Regions from separate parts of the Gossypium hirsutum genome. Here regions 2 and 3 are each linked to region 1. A link is a contact called in public Hi-C data. All regions are on one chromosome and are shown on one strand. Each heading gives the region's core, a stretch centred on a gene start, on an enhancer-like site or on the middle of the called end of the contact. The rest is flanking DNA. Distances are from core to core; before and after follow the strand shown.

What was found. A called contact is a pair of places that touch in the nucleus more often than the background predicts.
Region 2: a Hi-C map of leaf shows a contact between it and region 1, with 4 times the contacts expected there. The contact joins two enhancer-like sites. A contact is called at or near these places in 4 of 34 Hi-C or Micro-C datasets (hypocotyl and leaf).
Region 3: a contact with region 1 is called in a Hi-C map of leaf, with 2.1 times the contacts expected there. The contact joins two enhancer-like sites. A contact is called at or near these places in 5 of 34 Hi-C or Micro-C datasets (callus and leaf).

The regions. Positions count from the first base shown.
Region 1 is chrD05:34,135,641-34,138,843 of Gossypium_hirsutum_v2.1, reverse strand. No RefSeq gene overlaps it. Among protein-coding and RNA genes, the nearest start is that of TRNAD-GUC, 58 kb to the right of the region's middle. Within about 2 kb of position 1,738, at least 8 of the 9 cell types and tissues checked have an H3K27ac peak or open chromatin away from gene starts, as enhancers often do. A contact at or near this core is called in hypocotyl and leaf, where this site is marked.
Region 2 is chrD05:34,373,897-34,377,099 of Gossypium_hirsutum_v2.1, reverse strand. No RefSeq gene overlaps it. Among protein-coding and RNA genes, the nearest start is that of LOC107904138, 13 kb to the left of the region's middle. Within about 2 kb of position 1,714, at least 5 of the 9 cell types and tissues checked have an H3K27ac peak or open chromatin away from gene starts, as enhancers often do. A contact at or near this core is called in hypocotyl and leaf, where this site is marked.
Region 3 is chrD05:34,341,991-34,345,193 of Gossypium_hirsutum_v2.1, reverse strand. It overlaps the pseudogene LOC107902446. Among protein-coding and RNA genes, the nearest start is that of LOC121217365, 11 kb to the left of the region's middle. Within about 2 kb of position 1,558, at least 4 of the 9 cell types and tissues checked have an H3K27ac peak or open chromatin away from gene starts, as enhancers often do. A contact at or near this core is called in leaf, where this site is marked.

The DNA.
Region 1 (3,203 bases), core at 489-2,988:
GCAGCCTCAACGTTCAAAACTTCCTCCTCAAAACTCCATACCCCATTAGTCAATTTTAGTGCCTCAATCCTATTAGTTCGCCTCCGCTTCATTGTTTGACTATGGAAGTATTTAGTGTTCCTATCTCCTTCAGTAATCCAATTACAACAGGACTTCTGCTTCCATAACAGTTCCTCCAAATCCAAGATCATTTCCACCTCTTGTTTTAGCCGGAACTCTAATTTTCTCATGTTTCACGTTTGTTTCTCTTCAAGAGCCCACTGCACCCCTTTTATTCTAGCAATTGTCTCCTTTTTTCTCTTAGTCAAATTGCTGAATGTATTGGAATTCCATTTCTTTGCCTCGTTAGTGAAATTATCAATTGTTTCCTTCATAGTTCCATCAAAAATCCAGTTCTCTTTAACTAACTCGGGAAACGAACTATGAGTCAGCCACCTAACAGAGAAACGAAATGGTCGCAAGCCTTTTATCTTCTCTTGCCCTTCAAGTGAAATAAGTAATGGACGATGGTCTTATTTTAAACAGTGTAGATGTCGAATAACATAATTTGGATACTCTTTAATCCATTCCATATTACCTATACCACGATCAAGTCATTCAAACGTCAGCCCCCTGTTCCATGTAAATTTTGGATCTGTGAACCCCAAATCGTACAAGTCATGATTTAACAAAAAGGCATTAAATCTCTGACATCCATGTTTTCTTCCCTTATTCGGTCATTTGTAGTCCTTAGCACCAAGAATTGCATTCCAATCACCTCCCAATAACCACGATTTCTTCATCATCCTTGCCATTTGATTTAATGAATCCCATAATAACTCTCTTTTCTTTGCATCCGGACTCCCATAAACTACAGCCCTATTCACAGACAAGTGAATGTATTGAAAATGGCACAATTGAATATTAATTGACATTGTGTCCTTCCACATAACCCAAATGCCTCCTGCAAAACCTCTCGCTTCCACCCTGTGAGAGTAGTCAAAACCCAAATTCATAATAATCGACTCCACCCTCAACCCACTGATTCTAGTTTCTAATAACAAAACCACATCCATATCAAACTCACAGACATACTCCTTCAAAATGCAATTAAAACGAGTACGCACACAACCTTGATAGTTCCATACTAATAATTTTGGACTCATCCAAAAGAATAACAAAGAAATGAAAACCCAAACAAACAATTTTGACATCGAACCTGGTTAATAAGGTCCTTTCTTTGCTCCTCTTGAAGCTTCATGCTGTCATTAATGTTATCTTTTATCAAGCCCACAAACGAATCAATTTTCTTTGAGATGTCATCTACTAATTCCACCGTCGACACCATAACTTCTTCATTCTCTTTGTTCCGTAACGTAATGTGGTTCTGATCACAAGACTTGCCCCATTTGACGCTAGATGATCCAGGTGGTACAGAAGACGCTAAAACACAATAAAGAAATTCCAGGGCCAAGCTACCGCCACCCCTTTCCCCCTCAACCACCACGATGTTCGGATTTTGATTTTCTTCGACTACCGCTGCCTTATGCTTATTTTTCCCACTCAAACTTTCCTTGTATTCAGTCAATCCCTGAAACGTTATCCCCATCCCAACTTTCTTCAGCTCAAATTCCTAACGTGGTTCATTGATTTGTATGCCTTTTTGTTTCAGGCTATTAACTCCTTATTTTATTCCAACCAATACCTTTTTCTTAGGCCCAACACTAACTGCCAACTTCCCTTTATTTTTTGACCCATTTATCGAGGCCCATTATTTTCACCCATTGAGAAGCCCAAAGAAGGCCTAACAGCTCTACTGTTATCTTTTATCTGCCCTTCCATAATTTCAGCAATTCCAATTAGAAATTAAGGAGAAACGTGAGCCAATACTGTGATTTTGCTTATTTGTATCCATAATCGTGTTCCTCCTTGTAAGCCTCCGTGAATGGCACGAGACAACCATCCATGAGTCGAACTCCTTCGTTTCCGCCCTTCTGTTCAATTCTGCTGGTGCTGGTGTTTTCAATTTCACGTTCTCTTCCAGATTTTCTGTCAGTTCCTCTTGTCGTAGCTTAGGCCATACCTCCTTCTGATGGCCATAGAGTCCACAACCAAAGTAGACATTCGGTAAGCCTTCATACTCCACTCTCTGCAGTTTCCCTTCTACACGGACCTTAGAGATTAGAGGACAATTGAGATCAGCACTTACTTCCATCCTTGCAAATTGGCCCCTCATCCTGTTTTCCGTTTGATTATCCACCTTAATCACCTGGCCAATCGAATTACCCACTTCTAGTAAGCATTTTTTGTAAAAAGATCTTGAGAAACCTGGAAGTCGGATCCAAACCACTAATTGATTCGGAAGGCTTTGAGAAGTACTGAACAAAGAAGACCATGGCTGAACTATTAGATATTGGCCGTAAATCGTCCAAGGCCCTTCAATTAACCCCTTGTTATAATCTTCTTTTGATTGAAACTTAACGAAGTAGTAATCATTTTCTAAGTCCATTAGCTGGAACGATCGTCTTGGTTTCCACAACAAATGAAGCTTAGAAATTAGATTGTAAAAGCCAATTTTCCTGCCAAGAAACTTGATGATCACTGTTTTCGCCATACTCTTTTGAATCAGAGTGTGTACTCTTTCTGAGAATTTGATATCTAGAATTCCGTTCATCATCTCTGTAACAACATCACCATCAAGGAGCTCAAATTCATCCTCCTCATAATCTTCCTCTTATGATTCCAACCTAGTAGTTTGTCCTTGAACGAAGCCACTTTTGAACCTCCATCATCAGTCTCCATATCACCCACATCCGTTGGATCATCATCCCGACGACGGACTTTCTTTGCCCTTCCTACCCCCGAACCTCCTAACGATTGTTCCATTCTTTTTTTTTTTCTATCATGAGAATTTTAATAATTTAATATTTTTATTTCACCCTATTAAATTGATAACCGATTGACTTTTGTAAAAATATTATAACGCCCACCATAATTTTCAGATTTTAGTGAACTCAAATGACCGTACACTTAAAAGTCAAATGGAATCAATTTCAAATACAATCAATAATCGCAATGAAAATTCCCCCTTATAGATGCGGTTGGCTCCACTCTTCAATCAAAGACAAAAGCCCCATAAATCACAGTCATGAAAAACTCTCGATCTAGCTTAAAGCAAATTTTACAAATATAAACTAATTAATGGTGATCTTTGAAATACACTC
Region 2 (3,203 bases), core at 465-2,964, 240 kb before region 1:
ATTAAAACACAAGAGATAGAGATTGAATTCAGGCGACTTTTACTTTGTCTTCTTATCATTTTAATATTTTCTTTTAACCAACCTAAACTGATATTCTTAACTTTGGACACAACTATTAATTGCTGCCTAACTCTCTCACACTGCAATTACCCACTCTTTTTTTTTTAATTGTAATAATAGGGAAAAGTCCAAATAATAAATATAATTAATACGACTCAAACTCAGGTCATATTTAAGACTGTAAATACTCTTAATCATCAGACCATTACATAAAATTTTATCCGACTCTTTTTCCAAAATAAAATCATGTAAGTCGAGTTTTTTTATCAATTTTGTTTCATTCTATCGTAAAATATGATTCCAGCTAATAAGTGCTTTTTTAAGTAAAATGATATAGTTTGGAGGGTAATTTTATAATTAAGCCAAAAGAGAGAAACCCTTTTTGGGTTCACATTTAATTCAATAATTGGGTCAGTTTAGGAAATAAATTAAGCAGATTTGGTAATAGGGGATATGTGTAAGGTACATGCATGTGCATGTTATCATGACGCAATCCTATTTTAGATTAGATATATGCACACTCACGAGAAATTATAGGGGTATTTGTTTAAATGAAAATTTTGTATTTAAAAAAAAAAAGAGATAGTGGATACTTTTTGATAATAGTGTTTTTAAGAAAGCAAGTAATGGAAGATATAAATTTTGAAAGAGTGATGGTTTTTAAAAGGAGTGGAATCTTTTAATCTATTTGTTAAATGATATAATTATTTTTTTAAAGTAAATTTAATAAAAAAAATTTAAAGGTAAATTCATTAGTTTATTTATTGAATGGAATCATGCAAATCAAAAAGAAAAACAGCAAACACTCGTCGTAGGTAGTGAAGAACAAATTCCATCAACACAACAAAGGCTTTAGCCTCAACATCAATAAAATATTATGACACATTGACAACTGGCTTTGTTACAACTCAAGCATGACATATCTAGAGTGTTTGCAAGCACTTAATACGATAAGAAAATCAGCTCTGGATGGTCCAAAGCTGCGAGCGAAAATCGACAAAAGAATAAGCATTCACCAAACTAGAGAGGATGACAACAAAATCATCCCTAAAATCACTTGTAAAACTAATATTACAAGCATAAGCAAGACTAAAAAACGTGCTACAAGAGTAGACAAAAACTTTTAAAATTGAAGACTTATTAAACAATGAAAAAAGAAATAAAAAAATATAAAACTTAAGACAACACGAGTCCAAATCAACACGTAAAATCATTTATTATTCTAAAATACTCTCAAAACAAAAACAAATTAAGAAGTTGATAAAGAGCTACCCACTTTCCAAGAAAAACTACTAGTGGCTGGTGAAATTTTAGCAAACGACAAGCACTGTCATCTATCCATCACAACTTGTGAAGAGAACAAAAATACCCACAAAATAGATTTACAAACTAAAAAGAGAGAAAACATGTATAATGAATGAGAAAAAAAGATCGAAAGGATTAATGGAAGAGGAAAAAGGTGGAAGCTAGCCAACCCGGAGGTTGGCACCGCCACTAAACAAAGTAAACTGCTTTCAATAATTGAATTGGGATGAAATTCAATTAATTATGTTGTGCTAAAAAAATGGGGATATTGGTATATACATTTGTGTATTTTTTTAAGACCATGTCATATGGGAAGTAATTTGTTTTTATATGGAGTACATGGCAATCTGATGTCTAAATTTAAGGCATTTGGGGCCAGCGGAGCTTGGAAGGATTCTTGTACTGGTCCATCCTTATTTTAAACCACAAATTAATTTGCATCACAGTCCAACTTCAAACTGTCTTTTTCTTTATATGAAGCCACCGAGTTCAATCTTAAGTTTTGCATAATAAATATATAGGACTGATATGGATTCAAGTTTTAAGGTTCAAAAGCAAGAGGCCTTGTGGCAATGGATTGGGCTTTCAATTAGAGTTTAAACAAATCTGGGCTTCAGAATAATTTGTGCTTTTGATTTAAAGAAAAACTAACTTGGGCTTAAAAAATGAATTTGGGCCCATTTTAACATTTATTTGGGTTCTAAAAATAAATAAAATTCAATTTGTTCCAAACAGATTTGGGATTTTTATTTTTGACTTTATTCTTATTTTCTAAAAACCAAACATAAATGGATATGAATGGAAAGAATATTTGAATAATATGTACTTGTTATGCAATTGTCCACAATTCTTTCTCATGTGTTGAAACGGTTTCAATATTTTTAAAAATATCATTCTCATCAAATAACCATTCATCTATTGATCTCCAATTCCATTACTTCAACGATTTTTCATAATTTTCATTGCAAGAGATCTTCTTTCCACACTTGTTATAGCAACTAACAAAAGCAACACAAGCCAACATTTAAAACAAATAAATCTAAGAATTTCTGTTAGAAAATACTCTACTTGACTAGTACACCTTCTTTTATTTTGTTTTTTTCATTCTTGTTAAACAGTTAGAACAAAAAATCTAAGCATTAAACACAAAGGTTTTCACGAAGCCAACATACAATTAGTAATTTTTCTTCACAAAAATAAAAATTACTAAGTGCTCTTTGGTATCACGAGAATGCAATATGTTAATTTTCAATCATAAGATTCATAGTAATTACACAAGCAAGCAAGCAACAATTTCTAAATAAAAATGTTAAATTTCTAACCAATGTTCAAGAAATTCGAGATTATAAATACAATCAATCCTAATTTCTTCAATAATTTGTATTAACCTCTAAAAATTATTACCCAATGAAGATGTTAAGAATCTCATAAAAAATAAATATCCCAAACTCATTCAATAAATAAAAAACTAAATTTTGCATAAAAAATCTAAATCTATCACAAGAAAAGTCACAATCTTAATTTTTTGGATATTAATTAATAAAGCTTGAAAAAAAAGTTGCTACTAAATTAGGCTGATCATATATCTTTTTAAAATTCTAGAGAGATTCTGTGAGAAAATAAGAGTAATTTAAAAGAAAGTGACGAGTATAAAAGGAAAATAAAAGAATTAGAGATTTGAGTTTCAATATTGGAGAAAAGTTGGTTTATTTTTATATAAAATAATTTTTATAAAAAAAGGAATTCTTTTTCAAAAATTTTGATGGGTCATTTTTAAATTTTTTGTAGGATAATTTTTTAAATTTTTGTCGGATGAATTCACCCATTATAATTTTAAA
Region 3 (3,203 bases), core at 309-2,808, 210 kb before region 1:
CTTGCCGATGTACTATTTGCTGTGGGCGCCTTAGTTATGGCATTTGCTCCAGCACCAGTAATGATTATTCTTGGAAGGATTTTAGTGGGTTTAGGGGTCGGAATGACTTCAATGACCGCACCTCTTTATATTTCCGAAGCTTCTCCTGCTCGTATTGGAGGCGCATTAGTTAGTACTAACGGTTTGCTCATTACAGGAGGACAGTTTCTGTCTTACCTTATCAATCTGGCCTTCACTAAGGTAAATGTTACAATCACTAGAATCAGAAAATTATATTTCCTTGTCAATTGAAGTTCAGGTACATTGGAAGGTTTGATGAGCAACATGCAATCTTTGTTCCAGACAAGTTGGACCTGGCGTTGGATGCTCGGGATCGCAGCGGTTCCAGCACTCTTTCAATTGATCTTGATGCTGTCACTTCCCGAGTCCCCTAGATGGCTTTACAGACACGTTACAACGTTGCTCTTATATGCAATCTTGAAACTTATGTTGTATGCATTGTTGGTATGTTTCGATTCACATTATAACATTTTGTTGTTGTTCAGAACAAGGAGGAAGAGGCCAGATCCATCTTAGAGAAAATATTTCCGGCTAACGAAGTTGATGATGAGATGAATGCCTTGAAACTCTCCGTCGAAGCGGAAAAAGCCGATGAGCATGCCATTGGTGACAACCTGATACAGAAGCTGAAGGGTGCTTTAAGCAATGTTGTAGTCCGAAGAGGACTCTATGCTGGTATAACGGTTCAAGTGGCTCATCAGTTTGCAGGATTTGCTTCAAACGAGACAGCATTGGCACTTTCGTTGATCACCTCCGGTCTTAATGCCGTTGGCTCAATCGTCAGTATGGTTTTCGTTGACAGATATGGTAGGAGAAGGTTGATGCTTGTTTCCATGGTTGGTATCATCCTTTACCTCGTGTCGTTATCGATAATATTCCTCGAAGCTGCCAGTCATGCTCCGAAAGTCAACCAACTTGACACCAATTCCATACCCAACACTACATGTTGTAGCTATATATCAACCCCGAAGCCTTCATCAGGGAACTGCATGTCCTGCTTGAAAGCCGGTTGCGGATTCTGCTCGAATACAGCAAACGAGGCAAACATAGATTCCATTTTCAGCCATTGACATGATCCATTTTACATCAGTGATTGATTTATTCATTTCATTGCGCAGTACTCGCCTGGAACATGCTGGAACTCACCACGAAACAAAGAGATTGGTGCCGTGGGACATGGTTCAAAGACGGTTGTCCAAGCGAATTCGGGTTCCTGGCGGTTGTTTTCCTAGGATTTTACATCCTTTCCTACTCACCAGGAATGGGAACTGTTCCATGGATTGTGAACTCGGAGATATATCCACTGAGGTACAGAGGCATTGGTGGGGATTTGGCGGCTGTTTCTAACTGGATATCCAATCTCATAGTTAGTTTGACATTCCTAAGCCTCACCAAAGCTCTTGGTTCGGCTGGCACATTCTTCTTATTTGGTGGGGTTTGCAGTGATTGGGTTTAGTTTCATTTATTGGCTTGTGCCTGAAACCAAAGGGTTGCCGATTGAGGAGGTGGAGAAGATGTGGTTATAAGCCGAAGCTCTTGAGGGCCAAGTCTAAGGATAAAACCCATCTATTTTGTCCAAAATAATATCCTTTTCGGCCCTTTCTTTATTTCTACATACATAACATAAGGTGGTTTAAATCTAATTATATATATTTCTGATTTTCTAAATAAAATATATAAAATGATAAAAATATCCTCAAAATAATTCAATTTATTTTGTAAAGTGAAGTTTTTTTTTATTTTTTTATTAAATTGATATTCGATTAACTCGTGACATCAATTTAATTAAAAGTTCATAATAAATATATAGATACACAAAAATATTTGAAAAAATAATGAATAAAAAAGTTAAATAATTCTTTTCAAAAGAAAGTTAAATAATTGTATATTGGAAAAGTATTTGATATATTATCAGTGAAATTTTTAGACCTTACAAGTAGAATTAAAATATTAAAAAATATAATAAAATATTAAAAAATAAATATTTTAAAAAATTCATATGACATATTTTAAAGCGACTTGTAGAATAATATATATTATCAAGTACCAAATACTAATTATTATATATTATGAAATAAAAATCAATAATTAATATTTGACTAAAAATATACACGTAAAAATTGAATTTGAAAATAAATAAGGTTTTTTTAAGTGAAAAGATATTTATAAATTTTTTATTTTAAACATTTAATGTTTTTTTCTTAATTGGGTAATTTCATTGAGTCAAATAACATTAAGTTACTCGAGATGTTATTGGAACTAGAATTTGGTCACATCGAGGACGTGGGTAAAAATTAAATTATTTTATATAAAAAATTAAAAATAATTAAGTAATATTTAGAATAGTTAAGTAATTTCTTATAGAGAAATATATAGGGATCTAGGGGGAATTGAATCTAAGTATTTTAATTTAAAAATAAATAAATATTTTAATAAATAATAAAAAAAGGAAAGTAACTGCTGTGATTCATTGTGTTGACTTTGGAAGCATTCAAATGGATTAGATATCTTCGCTTTTTCTTTTCCTGAGGTGTCTGCAGCTCCTTGTCTGCCGCTGCTTTGTCTCCCTTTCTTTTACAACTTCTATCAGTTCCTCAGTTTTTTTTTAAGATAACATTAATTAGTAAACATTTTTAATGAATATTACTTTTTTAAATAATAATTTTAATATGATTGGTAAGGTGAATCAGCACTTAACTATGAGTAGAAGAAAATATTTTAGATTCAAGTTGATATTGACAAAAATCAAGAAAGAAAGCTGTATGAATTTTGATTCGTAGATTCGTAGCATTTAAAGCTATTTCATAAAAATAATTCAATTAGTGTAGATGATGCGAGTAAAGAAGGCTATACAACATTGATTTTAACAGTCCAATGACTTAAATAAAAATCTTTGAATATTTCAATGACATTTTTGTAATTTTTTAAAATTAATGACCAAAACATAAATTTAATAAGAGTTTAATGAACTCGGGTCTATTGTACCCTACATTATTTTATACTTTAATCTTAATCTTTTTTATATTACTTTTAACCATCAATATTTAAATTTTAACTAAACTAATTTTTTAAAGAAAAGTTGACTAAATTGTTAAATTTTAAATAACACTAACGTGATAAATTGCATGAGAGTTTATATAGAC